Linked DNA regions of Mus musculus: regions 1 and 2 are each linked to region 3. The links are chromatin contacts, called in public Hi-C and Micro-C maps. All regions are on one chromosome and are shown on one strand. The core of a region is the stretch at or near the end of the contact, and the rest is flanking DNA. Distances in the headings are between cores, read along the strand shown.

The links. A called contact is a pair of places that touch in the nucleus more often than the background predicts.
Region 1: a Micro-C map of embryonic stem cells shows a contact between it and region 3, with 8 times the contacts expected there. The contact joins the promoter of Sash1 here to the promoter of Tab2 in region 3. A contact is called at or near these places in 2 of 484 Hi-C or Micro-C datasets (embryonic stem cells and muscle stem cells) and 4 of 115 datasets of contacts at active chromatin or transcription factors (bone marrow-derived dendritic cells, bone marrow-derived macrophages, embryonic stem cells and 1 more).
Region 2: a Hi-C map of CD4 T cells shows a contact between it and region 3, with 2.8 times the contacts expected there. The contact joins the enhancer-like site here to the promoter of Tab2 in region 3. A contact is called at or near these places in 1 of 39 promoter capture datasets (hippocampal neurons), 2 of 484 Hi-C or Micro-C datasets (CD4 T cells and natural killer cells) and 6 of 115 datasets of contacts at active chromatin or transcription factors (the 230-238 cell line, bone marrow-derived macrophages, embryonic limb bud and 3 more).

Annotation. Positions count from the first base shown.
Region 1 is chr10:8,884,502-8,888,157 of GRCm38.p6, forward strand. Sash1 (SAM and SH3 domain containing 1) reads right to left here and starts at 1,569. Exons shown (of 20, transcript NM_175155.4): 1 at 1,223-1,569. The coding sequence starts at 1,357.
Region 2 is chr10:8,534,244-8,538,214 of GRCm38.p6, forward strand. No RefSeq gene overlaps it. Among named protein-coding and RNA genes, the nearest start is that of Ust, 17 kb to the left of the region's middle. Within about 2 kb of position 1,383, at least 26 of the 459 cell types and tissues checked have an H3K27ac peak or open chromatin away from gene starts, as enhancers often do.
Region 3 is chr10:7,954,132-7,957,974 of GRCm38.p6, forward strand. Tab2 (TGF-beta activated kinase 1/MAP3K7 binding protein 2) reads right to left here and starts at 1,992. Exons shown (of 7, transcript NM_138667.3): 1 at 1,670-1,992.

The DNA.
Region 1 (3,656 bases), core at 319-2,818, 930 kb after region 3:
TGCCTCTCATAAAACCCAAGACACATGTCTTCCTGTTTTTCAAGTGAATTGGAGAGTCAGGAGTGAATGACCTTGATATGGTAATTGTAGACAGACAACTGGGGAGCAGGGATTTGAACCAGGCTAACTAACTTCAAAGCCCAAGACTTTAACCACTATGGAGAAAACTAAACACTGTATCGTGCCCAAAGAGGCACTGCTAAAACCCTGGGGAGCAGGGATTTGAACCAGACTAACTCGCTCCAAAGCCCAAGACCTTAACCACTATGAAGAAAACTATATCGTTCCTAAAGAGACACGGCTAACACCAGAGACACGGCTAACACCCTATCCATCCAAGGTAAAATTTCATCCTCAGTAGAACTACTTTCCAGAACTAAGATAAATCCATAGGCAGTTTTAACCACTGGCCAGTTCAAAACCTCTTTTGGGGGGGTTTGGTTGGTTGGTTGGTTTTGGTTTTTGGGTTTTTTTGTTTGTTTGTTTTGTTTTGTTTTGTTTTTGATTTTGGGTTTTTTTTGTTGTTGTTTTTGTTTTGTTTTTGTTTTTGGGGGATTGTTTTGTTTTGTTTTCGAGACAGATTTTCTCTGTGTAGTCCTGGCTGTCCTGGAACTCACTCTGTAGACCAGGCTGGCCTCGAACTCAGAAATTCGACTGCCTCTGCCACCCAGGTGCTGGAATTAAAGGCGTGCGCCACCACGCCCGGCAGTTCAAAACCCCTTATCAGCACAGATTCAGCAATATATGCCTTATTGTTCTCAGCGCCAAACATATAAAACAAATATCCTGTAATTCTACAAACTAGAAGAGCTGAGGGCAGAGCAAGTAAACACCGTGGTAGTTCTGCACAAGGAAACGGTTGTTTTCCTCTCATGGGCACAGGACAAGCCCTGTGCGGATAAACATCAATACCGAGAGGCCATGAGGAGTCCACTCGCCAAATATTTACAAGTAGTATTTACATCTACTCTTTCTGGCTTTTTCCACGCCAACTTTTCTAAGCAGGTGTCCCTAATTACAGTCGATTGTTCAAGAGGTGTCTCTGATGTGACCCGACAAGTAGGGGTTTTTTTTTTTTGTTTGGTTGGTTTGGTTTGGTTTGGTTTTTCTAAATTACAGTTTCAACCCCTATATAGAGAATACAGCGGAAAGAAGAAGGGTGACCAATAGGTGGGCGAGGGGTGAGCCCCGCTTCCCCCGCCTGCCTCCCCAGGTAGCTCACCAGGATGCCCATCACGTCGGTCCAGAGGCGGGAGATTGACTCGGAGACACCGGCCTCGGGCTCCAGCTCCCGGGCGGGATCCACCTCCGGCTCAGGCTCCGGCGCCGGGCTAGCAGCTCCCGCGTCCTCCTCCATGGCCGCGTCCCCGTGCGTCCGCGTCCGGGTCCCCGCGCTGCCCACCGCTCGCAGCAGCGCGTCGGCCGACGGGGCGCAAGTTCCCCGCCCGCGGCGTCACCGGGCCGCGCCCCCGCGTCGCATGCCCCAGGCTCCGCTGGGTACGAGCACCACTGCCAGGACTGGCACCTCGATCCCGGGCGACCGCGATTGACAACTCCAGAAACTTTTCCTAGCCCGGCCCCGCGCAGCAACAGGGTAGCTGGAGCAGAGTCCACAACACTGGCTGCGGCGGGGAGTTCACGGGACCAGGGAGACAAGAGCCACACCGCACGGGTGCTGCGTCCTGCTTCGGGGACCGGCTCCGGGTGGCACACCACTCGCCTCTACTGGAGAGTTTGTGCAGGGCTGGGCAGGGGACAGTGACGCCTGTGGACCCGGGCTAATTAGTCCTGGACCCCTCTCTTTAGAATGAGCTCTTCCAACTCCACATGACTCCCTCCCCTCCAGGCTCAAGAAAGCGTTTAGCAACAAAAGGTGCTCTGATGTCAGGCGCTTTGCATGGAAATGAGCCTCAGCCTGGCCAACAAATCGCCTTTTGAAAGCGCCACCGCGCCACGGGCCCGGGGCCCTGCACAAGTCCCCAATCGCGCCATTCACCCGCGCCTTCCGCCACTGAAACTGCAGAAAGTTAATCTTTAAGCCGCTCGCTGAGTTCGAGTTTAAGAGGAGTCCGTATGGTGACAACCCCTGGAATTACAGTCCTGTCTGTCAGGCTTCTTGGAAAACAAAGTGTGACAAAGCTCGCCTGGTCACGAGCCATTGTTTGGGTCGTAAGTCCGGGCGTTTCGGCTCCCGAGTGGCCGCAGTGCTGTGCACTTCTAGGGTTTTCGGATACTTAAATGAGACCCTCTCTGAGCTGTAAGGGTGTGTTTTGTTTTGTTTTGTTTTGTTTTGTTTTGTTTTGTTTTGTTTTGTTTTGTTTTACGTGGAAGAAACAGGCAAGGGGTATGTTCAAAATAAAAGTTAATTTTATGGCCGCTAAGCCCATGCACAGTTCAGGCCTCGATATGTTAATCAAGTGAAAATGCCAGAGGGAAATATCCCTGAAGAGGTCCTTTTTCCCTCTTCTCCCCCTCCTCCTCCTTTTAAAAACCAATCAAAAAATTTTTTCTAAGAGATGACAGTGCCTATCCTATTTGATTTTGTGGCTGCTCACTTTGTGAAACTAAAGAAACCCACGGAATCTGCCCCTTATTAAGGAGGTGGAGTGGAGAGGGGATGAAGTGAGGGTCCCCCGGATAGAACAATTACTTCTGAAGTGTCTTCATCTCTTTCTCAGCTTTCATACATTGAGAACAGCAGTCTAAGTAATGGGTGAATAGCTCTCACCCACAATGTCAAAACGTAAAAAGAAGTAAAACCCTAGCATAGCAGTATGGGCCTATAAGGCTGGGAAGTAGAGACATCGGGATTTTCGTGGCTTTAGTGGCTGCCATTCCAGACAGCTGGTAAGCTCCAGGTTCATGGAGAGATTGATCATGTCTCAAAAAATAAGGTGGTGTATGGTAGAGAAAGACACCTGACATCACTCTGCCGTCCACAGGTATGTGTATAAGTGAATGTACACACACAAGATTTTACCACCCCTTCTCAAACTTTTTTGGTTGGGAGGGTAGTGTGTGTGTGTGTGTGTGTGTGTGTGTGTGTGTGTGTGTGTGGTGTAGTGTAGTAACTGAAGAAGAGCCCTAGAGTCTGAATCAGTGGAGCCAGGCCAGAAGTTTCTCTGGGCTAATGCAGTTCCAGATGTTGGGATTCAGGGCTGGGAGGAGTGAACTAGGTGCCCATTTAACATTTCAAAGTGGACCTGGCCTCTAGATTTTTCCAGAATCCCTCAGTCCCCTTTGCCTGGCCCTAGCCTACCAGACCTGGGCTTCCCCTCCCCCAGGGGCTCTTCCCTATATAATCAGACATTTTGTTTTCTCTCCTTCCTCCGTCCTTCCCTCCCTCCGTCTATTTCTCCCTCAACACTCACTCTCTCTCTCTCTCTCTCTCTCTCTCTCTCTCTCTCTCTCTCTCTCTGCATCCTCTTTCTTAATTTCTCCCCCCCCCCACCCTCTTCCTTTCTGCATGGTGACTTTCCCTGGTCTTGTTCCTTGGGACTGGTGAACCGATTGAGAGCTGCCCCCCAATAAACCTGCCTTTCGAACTTAATTTGTCTTGAATTGGTTTATCCTGTCGTCGGAGAAACCTGTGTCCCAGCTGCCAGCTGCACTGGTGCTGTCTGATGCTAGGAGTCGAAACAAACTCCACTAAGGAA
Region 2 (3,971 bases), core at 133-2,632, 580 kb after region 3:
TATTGAGTCATGAAGCCAAGGGAGACCTAGCATTTCAGGAAGACAATGAACAACTGTGGCCAAGGTGCCTAAGAGTTACGTGTCCCCTGCACCTATTTCCTCCTGTTTCCTTTCAGTAAAAGAAACCACTAACAGGACTCATGGCCACGTTTATAGGTAGGTACTACATTTTCTAGGCTCCTTTGCAGATAGATGTGGTTGTATGGCTGAGATCAAGTCAGGATTGTGAGAAAAAAAAGAGATGTAGGCAAATCCTAGATGAGTGTGTACCCTTCCGGTCTCATTTCCCAGCTTCCATGGACTTCAATGTGGACCTGGAAGTGGCTCAACATCAGTCAAGGACATGGGGCAGGGTTTTGAGGAACATTGAGGGACCCGAGGAGGGGAATGTGTATCTCCATATGATTTCATGGAGTGGATCAGCCTACCTGAGATGGGTAGCCGCCACCTCTAGCTCCCTTGTGAAAGAAAGAAATTAGCTTCTCTGGAATCATTGTGTGTAGGGATCCCTTTAGTACTCTAGACAGCACTACAACGAAGTCACACATCAGAAAAGATGACAGAGAAATCATATGGAGCTGAAGGGTGGGCGACTGATTGTTTCAGGTATAAGACTGGACCAGAAACCTGAAAGTAAGTTACAGAGCTAATCTTTCTACCCTCCATCTCTTAAGAGCACCATGGGTTCTAGAACAGTGGAGCACAAGTGTAATATGTCCCCAGGGTAATTGCCTTATAATGGCCAGGTTATAAAATAAGTACATAGACAAATCGCGAGGCTACTATCCCAACATGTGTCAAAAAAGAAAATGAAACTGGAAAAGTGGCTGAAAGGCTCTGCCTCACACAGAATGGTCAGGAGAATACCAAAGCAAAGTTGTAGCTGAGAAAAACTATATGAAAAATGATTAAGGCTAAAATTATAACAAGATCCTGGATGAGGGCATCAGGCAAAGGGAACGGCAAATATGGAGCCCTGGAGGAAGCAATACCCTTATTCAAGGCAAGCATCTCAATACCCCATTCCAATAATGCTCTATTTTGATAGAGTGATTTAAATTTTCAGACAGAAAAAAAAATCCCCTCAAATTCATTTCATGAGTAATTTCACTTCCCTGGCAGCTAGCAGGATAGTATTACCAGATGAAAGCTTACATGGAGAACCAATTAATTTATCAAGTAAGATTTCTTTTTTTGGCCTGAGTTGTTCTGGACACTACCAAACTATATGATTGATCTTCTCCTGCTAGACAGGTTTGCCATCAGCACATACCCACTTCTCAGCACACACTCACTTCCTCTTAGCACATACCCACTTCCTCTCAGAGCACACCCACTTCTTCTCAGCGCATGCCTACCTTCTGTCAGCACATAACCACTTCCTCTCAGAGTACACCTACTTCCTCTCAACACAAACCCACTTTCTCTCAGAGCACCACCTCTTCCTCTTAGTACCTGCCCATTTCCTTTCAGCACACACCTACTTCCTCTTAGTGCATCTCCATTTCCTCTCAGAATACATTCTCTTTCCTCTCAGAGTATACTCACTTCTTAGCACATACTCGCTTCTTCTCAGCGCCTACCTATTTCCTGTCAGCACATGCCCACTTCCTCTCAGTACATACCTACTTCTTCCCAGCACATACCTCTTTTCTCTCAAATTATATCCACTTTCACTCAAATTTATTTCCTATTACAAGCATATAGCTTGCAACTGAGGGTGATTAGTCAATGGTTTATGTTTGGAAACTTAACCATGGCAATATGTATGTTCTTAACAAAACATGTCAATTTTTAACGAGTGTCCTGAAGAAGTTAAAAAGTCACTCTGGGTGTGGGTGGTTTCATGGAGTCATGTGATGAGAACATTTAGAAGGAGCAGGTCTTTTGATGGCCTCCATGAAACAAAAAACAGTAGGAAGGAAGGAAAAAAATGTATAGTAACACAGTGCTTCCCTTTATGATGAAGATCATGCGAAACAGGACTGGAGAGATGCTTCAGCAGTTAAGAGCTCTTGCTGCTCTTCCAGAGGACCCACCAGGCAGCTCACAGCTGTCTGCAACTTCAGCTGCAAGGGACCTAATGCCTTTGATCTCCAAGGGTAGTATCACTAGTGTGCACATGCTCACACACACACACACACACATGCATGCATACACACATACATGCACACACATCTACACATAATTGAAAATATATCATTTTAAAATTCGTAGCAGAAATCTGAACCTGGGCTACACAAATGAAGTGAATGCATATGTATGATGTCATTTATTGTTTGTATCCTGTATATCAATTATTAAGATTTTTTTATCCAATTATTTTTGCTAGAGGAGGGGCGTAATTATGTTTCTGTGTCTAAAATTATTGTCCAATAAAGAAACCATCAAAGGGCATATAGCCAACATGGATAATGAAAATAATATCATAGAGGAAGTTAAAGAAATTAAGAAAAAACATTATGTACATTTTCAGGATTTTTGTCACATTGGTAGCATATATTGCCTTTATAAACATATTTTTAAAAGATTTATTTATTTGTTTGTTTGTTTGTTTTATGTATGAGTACACTGTAGCTGTCTTTAGATACACCAGCAGAGGGCATCAGATCCCAGAGCAGATATTTGTGAGCCATCATATGGTTGCTGGGAATTGAACTCAAGTCCTCTGGAAGAGCAGGCAGTGCTCTTAACTGCTGAGCCATCTCTCTAGCCCATAAACATAATTTATTGTAAGTACGTTTTAAGAAAACGTTTTAATCAATTCTTTCTTCTTTCTCCTCCTCCTCTTCCTCCTCCTCCTTCTTCTTCTTCCTCATCTTCATCTCCTCCTTCTCCTCCTCCTCTTCTTTTTGTGTATAAATGTGTTGTTTGTGCCCTAGACTGCCTGCTGCCCAACCCTACCTTGGGGTTAGAGATGAGGTGGCCTGGAATCAACAGCTCAGACTCCAGGAGCAGTTAGAACACTGCAGGAAGCTCCTTTAACGCCTTTCACCCACGTCCCACTGGTCCCCAGCAAGCATCTCTTCCAAACATCAGTTCCTGATTGGCTGACGTTGTCTGAATCAGCAATCCTTGGTCTCCGAGGCAGTCTTCAATAAGGTCCTCCTGCAGGAGTTGCCTTTGTGGGCTGTGTGGCACCCTGTGTTTATGCAAAGGTGGCCACTGCTGGTCCTCCCAGATGAATATACTGTCACTCTCTTCATACACACCAGAACAGGGCATCAGACCCCATTACAGATGGTTGCGAGCCACCATATGGTTGCTGGGAATTGAACTCAGGACCTCTGAAAGAACAGTCAGTGCTCTTAACCACTGAGCCATCTCTCCAGGCTATCTTGTAAATATTTTTGTCATTTTAAAATCAATGTTAACTCTGAAAAATAATTCTGTATTTGTAACTTTTGGTCTTATCTTTAATAAGCCTCCTAAAATTATATTTATTTCTGGCCTTAAATGTAGACTTCTATCTGTCTTAGGGTTTTTAACGATGTGAAGAGACACCATGGCCACAGCAACCTTTATAAAGGAAAACATTTAACTTTATAAAGGAAAACATTTAATTGGGGCTGACTTACAGGTTCAGAAGTTCAGTCCGTTGTCATCATGGCAGGAAGCATGGTAGCATCCAGGCAGACATAGTGCTGGAGAGTAGTTGGGAGTTCTGCATCTAGATCTGCAGGCAGGAGAGAGAGAGAGAGAGAGAGAGAGAGAGAGAGAGAGAGAGAGAGAGAGAGAGAGAGAGAGAGAGAGAGAGAGAAGACTGGGTCTGGCTTGAGCTTCTGAAACCTCAAAGCCAGCCCCCAGTGACACAATTCCTCCAACAAGGCCACATTCCCTCCAAGGCCACACCTCTCAATAGTGCCACAGGTGACTAACTCTTCAAATCTGTTCATTTTTATTCAAACCTCACCCATTTCCATAATTCTCCTTTCACTGAGTTTAGATTCCATTTTCTTATAAAACTCCAG
Region 3 (3,843 bases), core at 742-3,241:
TGGTGTAGGGGCAAGCAGAGGTTCTGAATCACTGGAATTTTTGTTCTATTTCCTGCTAATACACAGATAGTACCACCATTCAACATATTCATTCCACACACGTGTTAAAAGCTGCAGAAGCCTTCGTGGACTATCTGGATACTAACCCAACTCATGAATCTGACATTTTTTCCTAAGGATTGGAATTAAAGTAGCTAGCTAAAGCATATAGTAAAAGAAAAGGCAACTGTTCATTTATTAGAAATATGTATGGTTTCAAAAAGGTTTCAAGTTGTACAGTTTTAAAAGTAATCATGGATTCACCTTTACTAAGACATTAAGGATGCTTCTGAAAAGGCATCAAAACTCTTGCTGTACCAAGTGTGGTAAACAGTGATAACTAAAAGCCAAAACCAAAACCAAAACCAAAACAAACAAAAAAACCAAAAAAAAAAAAAAAAAACCAAAACAAAAAACAAACAACCCTCTTTTGTACCCAGTGAAATTCCTAGCAAAATTTGAAGCTGCTTCATGAGCAACATCTCCTTTGAGTAAGCTAGGACACAAAGCCATTCCTTTTATAAAATGGCAATCAACCTAACCCTACGATTTGGCACTTTACTAACTTACCCAGCACTGACAAAATGGATGCAAAGCTAGAGTGTCTGGCTGCTGCCTCGAATACTGCATTTGTGTCCAAGAACTTTCCAATGACTAGAAGCCCATTTACCAACAGCCTGCAATGCTTTTGGGAACCCGAACTTCACGGAGACTCGAATAAAAGCTCCAGGAGGCTGCAAGTCTCCACCACTCTCCTGAAAACCCCTCTTATCAGAAACATTTGAAGAATTCCTCCATAACAATTAAGCTGACTTGAATGGAAACTTAGCATCTCAAATATACTATATATGGAATGAAACTTGGCCAAACACGTAAATACAAACTCACACGCTCCCTGACACTTTCGGCCTACAATTATGAGCCAAGGATTCTACAGCATCAGCAACAGACAGATCCACCTGTCACCTGTCAGCAACACCCAGGGACCCTTGTTAAGTCTTCCTCTTCCAACCACTATCTCGGGGCAAGAAAATCAGAGTAGTCCTGTGGACTCTAAGGGGGCCCCAACCTCTTCACAGCGGGGCGTGCTGCCCATTTGGAAGAAGGCTGCAGACAAGCAAAATCGGAAAGCAAAGCGAGAGAGGTGCTTCCTCTTTACCCTGCACTTAACTTCCCCGGCTCTCCCTTAACTCGCGGGCCCCGAAGTCATCGTTATCCAGACCTGGGTTCCCCCAAAGGCGTCTGGTTCCCTCCCTCCCACTTCCAGATCACAGGCCTGGGGGCGGACCGGGGGCCAAGGCACCCCCACCCCCGGCTCTCTCCGGCGCTGGGCTCCGGGGCAGGCCCGGTCCCCCTCCCCCGACGCCCCGGAGCCCAGGCCAGGCCCCAGGCTCCCCGCCCCCACCCTCCCCGCAGGACTTGGGGGGCCTCCCTGCGCCTCGCCACCGCGGGCAGGACCCGGGCGGAGCGGCGGACGAAGGCGAGGAAGGCGCGGACGCCCCGCTAGGGCTTCGCGCGCCAGGCAGAGCCGGTCCCCGAGCCGCTGCAGGCGCGGGGAGCCGGGCTGGGGGTGGGGGGGGTGGGGGGTGGGGAGGGATCCCGCCGAGGCCCCGCAGCGCCGTCCGCTTACCCTTCGCCGCCGCCGCGGCTTCCCCCTCCTCCTCGTCCGCCGCCGCCGCCTCTCCCACTTGGGCAGCCGTCTCCCCCGTCGTCACCGCGGCCGCCGCCAGCGCCGATTCCACCCGGCAGGGGGGACACCTCAGCCCTCCCTCCCTCCCCGCTCGGCCCCCTCCGCCCGGCCGCCGCCAACTCCCTCCGGCCGCCGCCGCCGCTCGCGGCTGAGGGGGAGGGGAGGGGGTCGGCCTGGGGCGCCCCGCCGCCGGCGCCTGCCGCGGATCAAAGCGATGGCCGGGGCGGCGTCGCCGCGGCCCGCTGCTCGGCTCCGGCTCGCACGGCCGCCCTGCCTCCCTCCGCCCCCACCCCCCTGCCGCTCGCCTGCCCTCCCCCCACCCCCCCAGCTCTCGCTCGCTCGCCCGCTCGCGCCGCGGCTCCGCCAGCCCAGTCCGCATCAAAATACGGCCACACAATATGGCGGCGCGGCGGCCGGCAAACACCGCGAGATCTGAGGCGGCGGCCGTGACGAGGCCTCCCTCCGCCGGGTGGCGGGGATGCTCTGTCCACGCCCCACCTCCGCCAGCCGCCGTCCCCACTCCCGGCTCGCCGTGGCCGGAGGGGACGCGTCCCGGCGCGGGCTGAGGAGGAGCACGCGGGTCCCTCACGCTCGGACGGGGAGGGAGGGAGGGAGAGAGAGAGGAGCCGAGCGGTGCGCGCGCCGCCGAGGGCCTCGCGGCTCCGGAAGCGGGTGGCGGGCTGTGCGAGCAGGGCGAGCCGTGCGAGCCGGCGGCCCAGCTCGGGGAGACGGGCGGGACCCTGCAGGCCCTGACGGGCCGCGGGGCAGGTGGGCCTGAGGCGGAGGCGAGCGCCGGGCCTGCGGGGCTGCGGGGCCGCGAGCCGGACACACCCCCTTGGAGCCGGGCCGCGCCCAGGCCGCGAGCTACCGGGTGACCCGGGAGGGACGGCGGGTCGGATGGAGACCGGGCGGTGCGGGACGCGTCCTGGAAGCCGCGGGACCCGAGCGGAGTTTGGCTCGGCCGCTGGACTTTCCTTGATCAGCAGTGGGGGCCCGCAGAGAGAACGATCTAAAGAATCAAGCGAGTCGTTGCGATTGTAACTGCACGTTCCTAGAAGACCTAGAAGCAGAGCCAAAGACACTTTAGCTTCGAGGGGAGACGCGGGGGAGGGGACACTTCTGGTTTCTATCTTCTTAAAGATGTGCTTCGTTTTCCCTCGGGGTGGGGTGGGGTTGGGTGGTGGTGGTCAACGTTCAGATGTTTCTCACAATGTAAAATATTTTAAAATCTTGGCGGTTTCATATGGCAAAAAAAAAAAAGGCTTTTTTTTTCTTCTTCTTGACCCTGTCCAAAGTGTGCATATCGCTGCCAGTTTCTTCCTTGAAGAAATTCATACTACCGAAAAAAATCCGGAAGGACTATTTTTATTATTCTGTTATCAGTATAAGCTCCATAGGTGCTTATTGCTTATTGTTTTTAAAGCCCCTTTTTTAAACACTTAAAACCCTTTCACTTCCTTTTTACACTCAGTTTTACAAAGTACCTGAAATATTGGGGTTTAGCTCTACTTAAAAACTTTTAGCCCGCCAGAAGTCAGAGTGCTAATGATTTACAACATTGGAACTTTTAAATTTTTCTCTCGGTTGACATTAAGAAAGTAAAAGTATATACTTTGAAAAAGTGTTTTTTCTGTGTTCGAAGTAAAAGTAAATTATAATTCACATAGTAGATGCTGTTTTCATTAATTCACAGTAACAGACGCCATTGAGCCCTAATACTACAGTTCTCTGAGGAATTATTTCCATAGTCAGTGTAATGATTTTAGATAAATTGAAGAAATTATTAAATAAACAGTACTTCTCTTAAACTGAGGCACAATTCGAACATATACTGCTGAAATAATAGAAGTGGATTAAGAAAAAAATAGTTCCTGTTCAAAATTTGTTTTCTGAAATGTACGTGTACACATTTTAATAGAAATATATTTTCCATATAAACAAATGTAATGGGTTTGAGAAAAGGAAGAGAAGATATAATCGTACATCATTGCCCAAATTTGAAGAGCTTGGATCTCTAATGAAGAGAAAGCCCCAGATAGCTATGTAGAGGAAAACTCTATGAAAGAACTAATGCCTTTAAAAACAAACAAACAAAAAACAAAACAGAACAAACC